Linked DNA regions of Mus musculus: all the other regions are linked to region 1. A link is a contact called in public Hi-C and promoter capture Hi-C data. All regions are on one chromosome and are shown on one strand. Each heading gives the region's core, a stretch centred on a gene start, on an enhancer-like site or on the middle of the called end of the contact. The rest is flanking DNA. Distances are from core to core; before and after follow the strand shown.

Region 1 (2,700 bases), core at 85-2,584:
AAGCTTTCAACTGCAGGCATAAATACAATAAACATATTGGCTACATGTCCCAACACTACAAGTGGATGAAGTCCAGTTCTGTGATCCAACCTGCCGAGCTAATCCTTTCCGACACCTAGTCTCATTGCCTAGAGAATGCTGCAGTCAATCTTATCTTAATTAATTGAGACAGTGTCTTGCTGTGCAGTGCTGACTGGCTTGGGGTTTGCTCGGTAGACGAGGCTGGCCTCCAACTCTCTGTGATCCTCCCCACCTTTGTTCCTCAAGTACTGGCATCAGGCATGTGCTGAGAATCTGATCTAAAAACTGGTGTAAGCATTCAACAAACACATTCACAGTAGGGGAAAAGAGAAAAGAGAAGTATATCTTATATAAAGGTATTTTAAAATCAAAATATGTATAGTTTCATGTAAAAATCCAGGCTGTGCTTGGAAGTACATGAGCTACTTTTGAGGACAGAATTGTATTCAGGTTTCTTGAAATAAGAGTTACTGTTGAGAACAAACATAAATTCCTGGGCTTTGTAACTGGTGGCCACCCATGTCCATAAGAGGGCCTTCAGGAAGGATGGGGAAGCGCGTCATTAAAGTCATGTGCTGCCCTCTAGTGGATAGATAGACATTGCAGTGCACAGAGAAAAGAAGGCTATAGGTTCTGTGGGTTTTTTTGTTTTTGTTTTTTTTTAATTTTTAAAAAAGCTTTTAAACAAAAATTTATGGCCTATGATGTGTCAGAGTCCAGAGTGATGGTCACACAAAAGATGCATTTAAAATTAAATATGCTCCTGGAATATGATATATAGAGAAAGATACAATATACAGAGACTTGCTTAACTGGGGACTAAGACTATCTATGGATTTTTTTTCCCCTTCTGATTATGTTTAAAACCTAAAGCATGCCAGCTCATTTCCTAGCAGTAAATGGTGCGTCTTTGTGGAAGTCATGCAGTTTCATGATATCTTATCCCAATTGGCCTATCTTTTTAGAAGGCTATAGTGGAAACAGAAGTTGAAAACCTTCACAAATTAAAGAAATGAGAAAACAGTAGAAGGTATCGTCTTGTGGGAAGCTTTTTTTTTTTCCCCAAGAGTAAGGGTGTTTTTCGAAGGACACAGAATATACCTACCTCCCATGAACAGTCAAGCCCTGGACTGACAGATGTAAAACCTAGCACAGGAGACTGGCAGAACAATCATAGGTGTGGGTAAAAGCGCAGGGCCAGCTCTTGACGTGGTGGGCTACTGTTCATCTGAGAGGAACGGAACTGATGGTCAAGGCCAGACGATAGACATCTCCTGCAGGGCCTGAAGGAGGCATGGTTTCAAAGCCACACTGCAATCAGGAGAGGTGATGCTGGATGTGTTTGAGGCCTGGCTATGTCACATGACTGTGACGTCATTAACGAGGGGTGTGGCCAGCCCTGCCATATTTCCAGTGCAGAGGAAACCCTTACTCTCCTCCTTGTTCTTCCTTCCTTCTTCTCCCTTCCTTTCGTTTTTGGAATAGATGCAAATGGACTTTTTCAATAAGAAAGCTAAAATAAAGCTTGCTTTGTACCAAACACTTGAATAAACACTTTTCCTAGGTTGTAAATTCATCTTACAAGTCACTCCGGACTTACTATATAATGGACTTGTAAGCAGAATTTATTTTAGAGCAAAAAAGACTTAATTACTTAAGAATTCACATAATGCAATAATAACTGCTCACTCACTGATCAAAATAGTCCATGAAGGACAGTTTTGTGCGCAGGTGCTGTTCTGTCTTTGAGATGTCATACTAGGAGATATGAAAGGAATTAAGCTGTCTGCCTCTACAGAACTTAATGTTTTATTTTTATTTTATTTATTTATATATTATTAATGTCCAGATGATGTGTGCACTAAACAGCTGGATCTATTTTTATTCTCACTGCCCTCAGCAATGTTTGCTATTCTGTCTGCCAGCATTTTGCTATCAGCACGGGTGTAGAAGACACCTTGCTCTAAGTTACGCATCTCTGGTTTTCCAGTGTGCTTGTGTAGCTCTTCTTACTCTGCTTGGCCTTTAGACTCCCCTTGTGGGCACTGCCATCTCCTCTGACTCTATTTAAAACTGGCTTCCCCTTTTATTGTTAACATGCAACGCTATACCTGTGGATAGATATTCTAGCAGTTCTCTAACTATATTATTATATACGTTGTGAAAATACTTCATTTTGTTGATGTTCTACTTACCAAAAAAGTTTTAGTTTTCTTTTGTGGTTTATGTTTTCGTGTTGGGATTCGTAGTGTGTAATTACGACCCCAACGCTTGGGAGGCTGAGGTGGAGGCGTATGGATTCAAGATTCAAGGAGAGGATGGGGCGGTGGCAGCAGTGCTGGTGGTCTGTAGTGCGTGGGGGCGGGGCTTCCTTACTCGCAGTCCAGACAGGCTCTCCTATGCTTTTTTCTACCTGCTTTACGCTTTCCAGCTTCCCATTCTCTGCCTTCCTTCTGGACTATGCCTGTGTAAATGGTACCAGGTACCAGACCTGCTTCCTCTCTAAAACCATCTGTCAGACACAAGAACTAAAAGCCCTCAAAAATCCAAGGCTATAGTGGCTCTTTTCTCAGAGCTAAGGGGGCAGTTGTGAGGATTACTGAAAATTCCAGGCCAGTCTGATCAACATATTGAGTTACAAGCTAGCTTGTCTTAAACAAACAAACAAACAACAAACAA
Region 2 (2,700 bases), core at 155-2,654, 130 kb after region 1:
ACTAGAGTGGCTTGATTTCCCATGTGGTTTCTGTTTTCTTGATTTTTCTTTTTTGTACATTTATTGGGATCTTTATGAACTCCAGGTTTTAATTTGTCCTTTCTTTTCACTTTTTTGTTTAATGTAATTTATGGGAGTCTTCTGGTCAAATGGTTTCTGCTTGGATTTCTCCCTCATTACAATTTTTTGGGTGAAGCAAACTATATATTCAAACATGGCGATTTATGGCAATCTTGGTATACATACAGAATAAAAACAAAACAAACAAAACCAACCAACCAACCAAAAACTTATGTTCCCAGTAAGGTTCGGAGACAGGGACACCAGGGTACTTTAAGAAAAAAAAATGCAGTTTACAGTGTTTTAGAGCTGCTAGAGTTAATAGTTAGGTAAAAGGAGCTGGTGGTGACGATGCACGTCTTTAATGCCAGCACTTGGGAGGCAGAGGCAGGTGGATCTCTGTGAGTTTGAGGCCAGCCTGGTCTACAGAGTGAGTTCCAAGACAACCAAGGCTACACAGAAAGACCCTGTCTTGAAAAACAAGCAACCCTCTCCCCCCACCAAAAAAAAAAAAAAGAGAAAGAGGAGGAAGAGGAAAAAGAGAAGAAGAGAAGGAGGAGGAAGAGAGAAAAGAGAGGAGGAGGAGGAGGGAAGATCTTCAGGGAGCGATGTGAGCTATGGGAGAGCCCCAGTATGTGAGTTAGAAGTGTGAGGACTAATAGAGAAAATACAAAGGAAGAGACTCAGGAAAAGAGATGGAAAAGCCTGTTCAGGCAAGATTCAGACCAAAAGGAACTATATAAGAGAGATGAAAAGGTGTGAATTAAAATAACAAAGAAAATTAAAATGAAATGGGAAGTATACCACTAGCTTGTACTTTTCTTAGGTGGGATAACATGGCTGCCCCCATTCCTTTGTTAGTTTTTTTCTTGTAGCTGTCCCTACAGATGGGGAGTGAGGTCCTGTTCTCAGTGATCCAGACAAGTTGGACTTAGATGTCCCCCCTTGTGAGTGAGTGAGCGTCTGTGCTGGGGACAGCTTTCTGTTAGAATGTCCTAATGGGGGACGATGGGGGCTGCAAGCCATCTAATCCCATCTCTTCCCGGTGTGCTTGGAAAGCCTGCTTTCCATTCAGGCATTAGTGTTGAGGGGGCGCTGGCAGGCTTGTGTTTACCTCTGTGGCTGGACATTCTTTTCCTTTGTGATTCCTGGCCCCTTCCCTGATGAGTGACCCACAAAGTCTGAAAATGCATTCACGGGCTGGGCAGGACCGGGCCTGGGTCAGCACAGTTCTTGTGTTCCCATGCTGCTGTTCATCTATGGTCTTCCACACATTCTCCGGGACAGCCACATGCCGTGCTTGCAGAAGACTGCAGCTTTAGGCTCCCGCTGGTGACTCAAAGCAGCTCTCTGTGTGTGGGTGCTAGCTGATGGCTGCTTCAGGCTGCTTCCAGTCGGAGGATTCTGTGGATCTCGTTGGCTTTTGCTTCTTTCTATATACTGCCTTTCTTTCCTTTTGTGCACACTCTCCAGCTGCCCTACCATCCCCTCTGTGAGTTTCTGACGTTTCTCTATTCTTTCTCTTTCAGAATTAGACAGACGGGTTCTTCACCAGGACACACAGAGGCAGCTTTTAATTCGCCATTTTCTACACAATGCCAAATTTATACTGCATTCCATAAGAGAACCAATCAAGCCTTAGACCTGTATTTCATTTTAATAAGTTTTCTTCTTTTCTTAATGAGATACTTTATATTGGATAAATTCTATTTTAAACCTCGTTATTCATCATCTTTGTGTGGCCTCTAATTTTAAATGTTGGTTTCCTGGAACGGTTGCCATTTCTCTTTAATGGTCTGTCTGGGTTACAGATCTTTCCCGTCTTTTCTAGAGCAGGGTTCTGTTCTCAGCCTTGCTTACATCAAGGCCTTCTGCAACTTGCTAACCCCGGCTGGCACTGATGTCTCATCTCTAGAAGTGAGGTATTGTTACTGACCTTATTGAATTATGTGAAAATGAAGGATAACAGGGCAGTCACATATTCTGCCACTTAGCAAGGCTCTCCCTCCCTTCCTCTCTCTATCAGCCTCTCTAATGATGATCAAATCAGGAAGCTCTGGTTTTTGCCCCACTCTCTCTGAGGAGGTTCAATCAGTTGAAGTTGATGCTGGCTGCTACCCTAGCGTTGCCTAGCAACCCTAAGCAGGTTGCAACAATTCTGAAAAAGGCCCGGCACCAACAAGGTCTCACTGATTGCAGGCTAATATAAGGATTATCTAAAGCTGGAGGGACAGCACACTGCCCGAGCGTTCTATGAACCCTTTTGTGTGGATGGTTCCTTCTCCAAGTATGATCCATGATTCAATTTGAGAACAGGGGTTCATGAAAACAAAAGCTTTCCCAAGACAGCCTGTCCTTTAGCCATCGCTGTTGGGGGGAGCCAGGTTATTAATTTGCTCTCCTGTAAGTAATTCTGTACTCAAGAGAAGTTAAGTAAAGACACTTGAGACTCTATAAAGTAATGCCTCATTAGAAGACCTCAGAGAGACGGGACATCTGAGGCAAAGGTGTGAGGAATAACTTACTTTAATAGACTTGGCAATGGGAAAGAAAGGCTTTGGCCACATACAAATTAGCTGAGCTTGCCCTGGGGCTCATTTAGCCCCCCTCCTACTCTCTCTTTTTCTCTCCCACTCTCTT
Region 3 (2,700 bases), core at 70-2,569, 230 kb before region 1:
TAATTCAAGAAGAGATGAGGGAGGGGCATTGTGAAATGGAAGTGAAGAAAGAGAGATGTGAGCCTTGTTGTTGATTTAGCTACAACTCAGGAAAGGGGAAAAGCCAGGCATCTGGAGGTGCGGGCAAAGGAGGTTACCAACAGTCAAGGATGCCATGCTGGCTGCCAGGAATTCCAGTTCTGAGACACGGTACAGGGTGCATGTACCTTGAACACATTGTGTAACTGGCCTAAGCCAGTCACGGATGGGTAAATACTGTGCGATTGCTCATCTGTGTGATATACAGAATAGTCAGATTCACAGAGATTGACAGCACAACACAGGTTACTTGGTTTTGAGGAGGGGAGTAGAGAACAGGAAATGATTGCTTCGTTCCCACAAGAGTTTCCATCTGACACGGTGAATGTTTTGGGGAGGGTGCCTGGTGAGAGTTGCACATCCAAGGATTAAAACAATAAACTGATATTTTTACCACAGTTTAAAAAAAAAAAAAAAGACACTTAAGAAGATGGGAAGTTTGGGGGAATAATTCAAAACTTTCTAAAAGTAGGAATGTAACGTCCTTGCTTCAACAGGTATTCTTTGCTTGTGTGACTGCACTGTGTCAAGAAAACAGAACTGGCTTTACACAACAGAGGTCGTGAGATGAAGGTGCAGAGACCATCGAATCTGCCTAAGAGCACAGGGAATGTTTCAAACAGTCCTAAAACCGGAACAAAGCTTTAGGCTCCAAACACCTTGCACTTTTTACTATTCCAGGAGCGGCTTATTGCAACACTTTCCTCATCCTTGCCTTTTCTGGATATACCAGCTAAAACAAACAAGCAAAAAACAACAAAAAGAATTTCAGAAGCATGAGAGGTCTCACTTTGCAGAATGAAATCTTTGTTTACTGTTGAATCATGTTTGATACTTTGTGTGACCTTTGACCCCTCGGCAAGTGAGGCCAAAAAAAGAGCTTTCGGGATAACTGAGGATGCAACAGGGGCATCACTTCTCTGCCAGCCACACGTTAGAAAGGAGGGAGGTACTTCTAGGCCTGCAGCCCAGCTCCCGCAAAACCCCCATGCTCCCCGCAGGGGGACCCAGCGCGCCTTCGTGCGCAGGCGCAACTCTGTGCTCGCCAGCCCGGCTCAGTGGTCCCCCAGCAGTGTCCCGGCTGCTCCCGGAGCCCATGCCGGGTCCCCAGCCCCGCCGAGCCAGCCCCGGCCCTTCCCTGACCCCGCGAGGCACCATGCCAGGGCAAAGTCCCCGAGGGTGTGAACCCCAGTGTCCCAACCCCTGGGCGGGGACGGGCGGCGGCAGTGCGGGGAGCTGTGGGCAGCACAACCCGCGAAGCCCTGCCGCGAGCCGCCGGGTCCTTCCCGAGCCTCCGCCGCCACGCTAGGCCCGCAATCGCGGAGCCCCGGAGCTCAGGGCCCGCGCCCCGCACCGCCAGGCCCGCTCCCGCAGCCGGGGTCCCGCCACGCCAGGCCCGCGCTCCTCCGCGCCCCGCACCGCCAAGCCCGCTCGGCACCGCGCTCCGCACCGCCAGGCCCAGACCCCCGCCGCCGCGCCGCTCCGCCGCCCCGCTCGCTCGCAGGCCCGTTGCGGCAGCCACCGCCACCGCCGCCGGCGCCACCGCCGCCATGGCGGAAGTCCACAGACGTCAGCATGCTCCGGTTAAAGGAGAAGCCCCCGCGAAATCCTCCACACACAGAGATGAGGAGGAGCTGGGGATGGCGCCGGCCGAAACGCTAACGGTGTTCCTGAAGCTGCTGGCCGCCGGTTTCTACGGCGTGAGCTCCTTCCTCATCGTGGTGGTCAACAAGAGCGTGCTCACCAACTACAGGTGGCCGGGCTGGCGGGCGGCGGCTGCGGCGCGGCGGGCAGGGACGGGGGTTCGAGCCCACCCGGGGATACCCTCGGCCACGCTCCCCGCCGCACTGGCCAGGGCTGGGGGTGAAGGGGGAAGGCACAACGAGGCCGGTGCCCAGGGACTAGCGACCCGCGCGGCTGACAGCCCCGGGACCGGCGCGGCCGCACGCCCACGCGCCGTCGCCGCTGTCACTGAGACTCCGGGGCAGAAGTTTGTATGTGTGTGTCTTGTGTTTCCCCTCAAGAGTCATTTAAAAGATTTAAAACCGTTGACGAGGTCTCCGCGGCTTAACTTTCTGGAAAAATCCGTTGCAGGAAGCTGAAGGGAATTGTAAAAAAAAACAGGACAAGACCAGACAAGTGGTCGCCCTAGGCTACAAAATCTAAGATTTTTTTTTTAATTTTTTGTTTTTTATTGGAGGGGCAGGCATCGCTGTGGGTTGAATCAGAACGCATTTTAAGGCTGACAGTGTGGGAGTTGAATTCCCTGTGCTCTGAGGACGTTCTGGCCGTTTTTAACCCCCTTTTCTTTACCCCTTTTGTAGATTTCCATCCTCGCTATGTGTTGGACTTGGCCAGGTTAGTTGGAATCTCGGGCATCCCGTGGTCTGTGTTGTCAGAAGTTCTGTGTGTGTCTTTCTATGCAGAACAGTGCATCTGTGTGTGTTCTCTGTTTGCAGATGGTGGCCACGGTAGCGGTTCTCTGGGTGGGAAAGACACTCAGAGTAGTCAAGTTTCCTGACTTCGACAGAAATGTACCTCGAAAGGTAAACAAACGTGAGAAAGAAGGGATACTTTATTTTATAAAAAGGAGCCATTCTGTGGCTTAAGGGCGGAAAAAAA
Region 4 (2,700 bases), core at 127-2,626, 230 kb after region 1:
TTATGCACTAGGTTCTGCATTATAAAATCTAGCCTGGGTCCAAAATTTCTGCCTGTCATCTTAGGAAAGGCCAGGAGTTTTACCCCATCCTGCAATGTGAAAACAGATAATCAAAGGCAACATAGAGCTGTCTGCTTCTTCTCTGACCAATTTGTTGCTTTTTCTGAGGTGATGTTGGCTGTCACTATCTTAGACTGGAAAGGGCAAGCTGGTAGAATAAAATGTAGTTTAAATAGCATCTCCCAGGGGAAGGTCCTCCCTACACTTAGTATTAAATGCAGTAAGATAATCAGCAACTAATCACTTGATGCTAAACTAAGAGCCATTTCCTCTACGAACTGGTCTGAACCTGATGAAGGAGCAAAGAGGCCCAGGTCTTTTTCTTAGATCGTTCATTCTGCTGCAATGACAGCCCTCATAAAACTCCAGTTTATGAACCAAATTTGTTGCACCCCTCACTCCAATACTATAATGCAAACCTCAAAGATCAGAATATCTTATAAGATATGTAAGCAGTTCACTGAAAATGCCAGCATAGATAACTCTCTCGATGACCTCTTCTGTCTAATATCAATTTCGGAAAATACTTTCCATTGCAAAGATTTAACCAGCGTGCTTAACCTTCCACAGAAACCCCTTATCTTCTTCCCCAACTTGTTTGTTCTGAGACCTTATTCTTGGCTGCCTCAGCTCTCTGCAAACACTTAGGCTTTTCTCTTTTCAAAGAGGCTGGGAGCTGTGGAGATTCTGAGCTAGACAGAAACCCTGTGGTTTGATTCCATTAGTCTAAGCCTGGGCCCGGTTGCAAGCAAGCTGCAGTATCTGCTTGCAAAAATCCTGGCAGCCAGGTTCTAGACACAGACACCACGGGCTGCATGCATTCTTCCATACTGGTCTACCCAAATCTTGCCTGGAGCCAGCCAACCACAGCAGAGGGAATCCTACCTTCCATCATGGTGGCAGAATTGCATTCCTTATTTTCCAAGAAGTCAGAAAAAACACAGGAGGATACGCTTCCAGGTCCCAGCTAAGTCCTCACAAAGCTGCCGCTGAGGTCTGCTCTGCTTGCTGCCAAGCCAAAGGAGACAAGTGTTAACCCGAAAGACCGGCCATGGATGCAGCTAGTGCTGCTTCACCTACAGTCTCCCAGGAAGATGCTGTGAGAGAAAGGCAGAGAGGAACAGCAAGCCGGCGAGCTGCACCGCCTGCGCTGCCTCGGCCAATCCCTTCAGCTCTGGACCGCGTCACATGGTAGCCAGCCTGCATCTCCTGACACAATACCCCCGGAGAGCGCACGGAACCCATTTCCCGTCCCCATTGCTCGCTACCCCCACTGCCTCCCGCTCCTCTCCAAACACACAGCCCCTTCCCCACCTGGTGACGCACTTCCCCCGCCCCTCCTCGTGGTCCTTGCAAGCCTATTGCGGCTCTGGGGCGCCCGATGATCTGAACTGCCACCCTGACAGGGGATGCCAGCAAGAAAGAAGCCCAGGAGGCTGATCCCAGGGATTTTTTTTTTTTTTTCGTTTTTCTCTCTTTTACTTATTTTTTTAAGAAAACACTTCTTAGTAATTCCAGATCTTAGCAACACACGTTTACACTCCCATTCCAACCTCACTTTGACCTGAAGGAATTTCAAATGTCAGCGCTTGGCCTCTGTGCACATCTGTCATCTGTGGCTGGCTCGCGCTCTCTTTAGGTCTCTCTGGCCCCCACACCCCCCGCGCCCTGTCTCTCTGTCTAGGTCTCTCTGTCTCTCCTTGTGTGTCTCTTCCTCTCATTCACGAGAGAAAAATCAATTCGCTGACGTCACATCATAAACAACCATCCCCCAAAGGATGATGCAGGAAAAAAAATTCATCCCAGCTGCCTTGAAAGGAAGCAGGAAATTAATTGCGCATGACATGCCCAAGGGCTGGCAACTGTCATTAAAACAAAGAAACAAAAGAACCCACCCGATTCGGGCTCTGGAATCAAACAGGCGATGCTCCAGCTCATTTCTGGGGCGAGAGGCGGGAGAGGGGGATTGAAGGCAAGAGTCTAAGCGTTGGCCGCCTCAGGCGTGCGCGAGTCGCCTCCTCCCACGCACTCCGCTCCGCAGCCGCGACCCCGGGGCTGCGGGGGCCCTCCGTCACCGCGTCCTCCAGCCGAGCTGGGCAGACGCCTGCCCCAGGTGGGGAGCCTCGCTTGCAGCCTCGGCTACAGCTGCCAACTGAAGCCGCTGCTACATGGCAGGTTTTGCAAGACGCTCCTCCTGCAGTCTTCAGTCGCCTAGGAGCCCAGTCGTTCACCCCAAGGGAAATCCAGAGAGGAAGGCAATCGGTCCAGGTTGCGCTGGAGGAATGGGCGGAGCCTGGGCCTTGGCAACTTGCTAGAATGGGGAAAGGTTCAGGCACAAGGTCTGGTGGAGCTGAGGGTCTGTCACCTGAGTGCTATCAAAAGTCCTAGGAGTCCTTCAAAGGGAGGGACTCCCAGGCCTGGTGTCCTGTGATCCTGGGTTTAACCAGGCTAAAACAAAGCAAAAAGAAATAAATTGAATCGAGTAAGGAAGGCCTATCACTGTAGGGAGCAGATGATGAAAAGGCTAGAGAAAGGTCTTTAAACTAAGGAAGAATAGCAAAGCCGGGGCTATGAAAATCTCTTTATTGAAGATCAGGTCAGAAACTAACAATAGGGCTGATCATTTATAACACCCTCACT

Evidence for each region. A called contact is a pair of places that touch in the nucleus more often than the background predicts. Capture Hi-C pulls out chosen DNA fragments and counts their contacts.
Region 2: a Hi-C map of the N1E-115 cell line shows a contact between it and region 1, with 4 times the contacts expected there. The contact joins the enhancer-like site here to the promoter of Tctex1d1 in region 1. A contact is called at or near these places in 5 of 484 Hi-C or Micro-C datasets (the N1E-115 cell line, Th1 cells, erythroblasts and 1 more) and 1 of 9 other capture datasets (pancreatic islet).
Region 3: a contact with region 1 is called in a promoter capture Hi-C map of liver. The contact joins the promoter of Slc35d1 here to the promoter of Tctex1d1 in region 1. A contact is called at or near these places in 8 of 39 promoter capture datasets (the C10 cell line, the HPC-7 cell line, cranial neural crest and 4 more), 16 of 484 Hi-C or Micro-C datasets (CD4 T cells, CD8 T cells, DN3 thymocytes and 9 more), 5 of 115 datasets of contacts at active chromatin or transcription factors (double positive thymocytes, effector CD8 T cells, embryonic stem cells and 1 more) and 5 of 9 other capture datasets (adipose tissue, embryonic stem cells, liver and 2 more).
Region 4: a promoter capture Hi-C map of adipose tissue shows a contact between it and region 1. The contact joins the promoter of Sgip1 here to the promoter of Tctex1d1 in region 1. A contact is called at or near these places in 4 of 39 promoter capture datasets (cranial neural crest, hippocampal neurons, maxillary cranial neural crest and 1 more), 4 of 484 Hi-C or Micro-C datasets (the HPC-7 cell line, the N1E-115 cell line, muscle stem cells and 1 more), 3 of 115 datasets of contacts at active chromatin or transcription factors (astrocytes, embryonic forebrain and embryonic hindbrain) and 2 of 9 other capture datasets (adipose tissue and pancreatic islet).

Annotation. Positions count from the first base shown.
Region 1 is chr4:102,985,013-102,987,712 of GRCm38.p6, reverse strand. It overlaps Tctex1d1 (Tctex1 domain containing 1), which reads right to left and starts at 1,334. Exons shown (of 5, transcript NM_001163767.1): 1 at 1,127-1,334. The region is part of intron 1 of Gm12709 (predicted gene 12709); the gene reads left to right.
Region 2 is chr4:102,854,940-102,857,639 of GRCm38.p6, reverse strand. The region is part of intron 2 of Sgip1 (SH3-domain GRB2-like (endophilin) interacting protein 1); the gene reads right to left. Among named protein-coding and RNA genes, the nearest start is that of Sgip1, 96 kb to the right of the region's middle. Within about 2 kb of position 1,404, at least 57 of the 459 cell types and tissues checked have an H3K27ac peak or open chromatin away from gene starts, as enhancers often do. A contact at or near this core is called in the N1E-115 cell line, where this site is marked.
Region 3 is chr4:103,213,795-103,216,494 of GRCm38.p6, reverse strand. It overlaps Slc35d1 (solute carrier family 35 (UDP-glucuronic acid/UDP-N-acetylgalactosamine dual transporter), member D1), which reads left to right and starts at 1,319. Exons shown (of 12, transcript NM_001356276.1): 1 at 1,319-1,831; 2 at 2,403-2,436; 3 at 2,538-2,624. The coding sequence starts at 1,629. Gm46864 (a long non-coding RNA gene) reads right to left here and starts at 1,552. Exons shown (of 3, transcript XR_001784379.1): 1 at 1,498-1,552.
Region 4 is chr4:102,758,811-102,761,510 of GRCm38.p6, reverse strand. Sgip1 (SH3-domain GRB2-like (endophilin) interacting protein 1) reads right to left here and starts at 1,376. Exons shown (of 26, transcript NM_001285852.1): 1 at 946-1,376. The coding sequence starts at 955.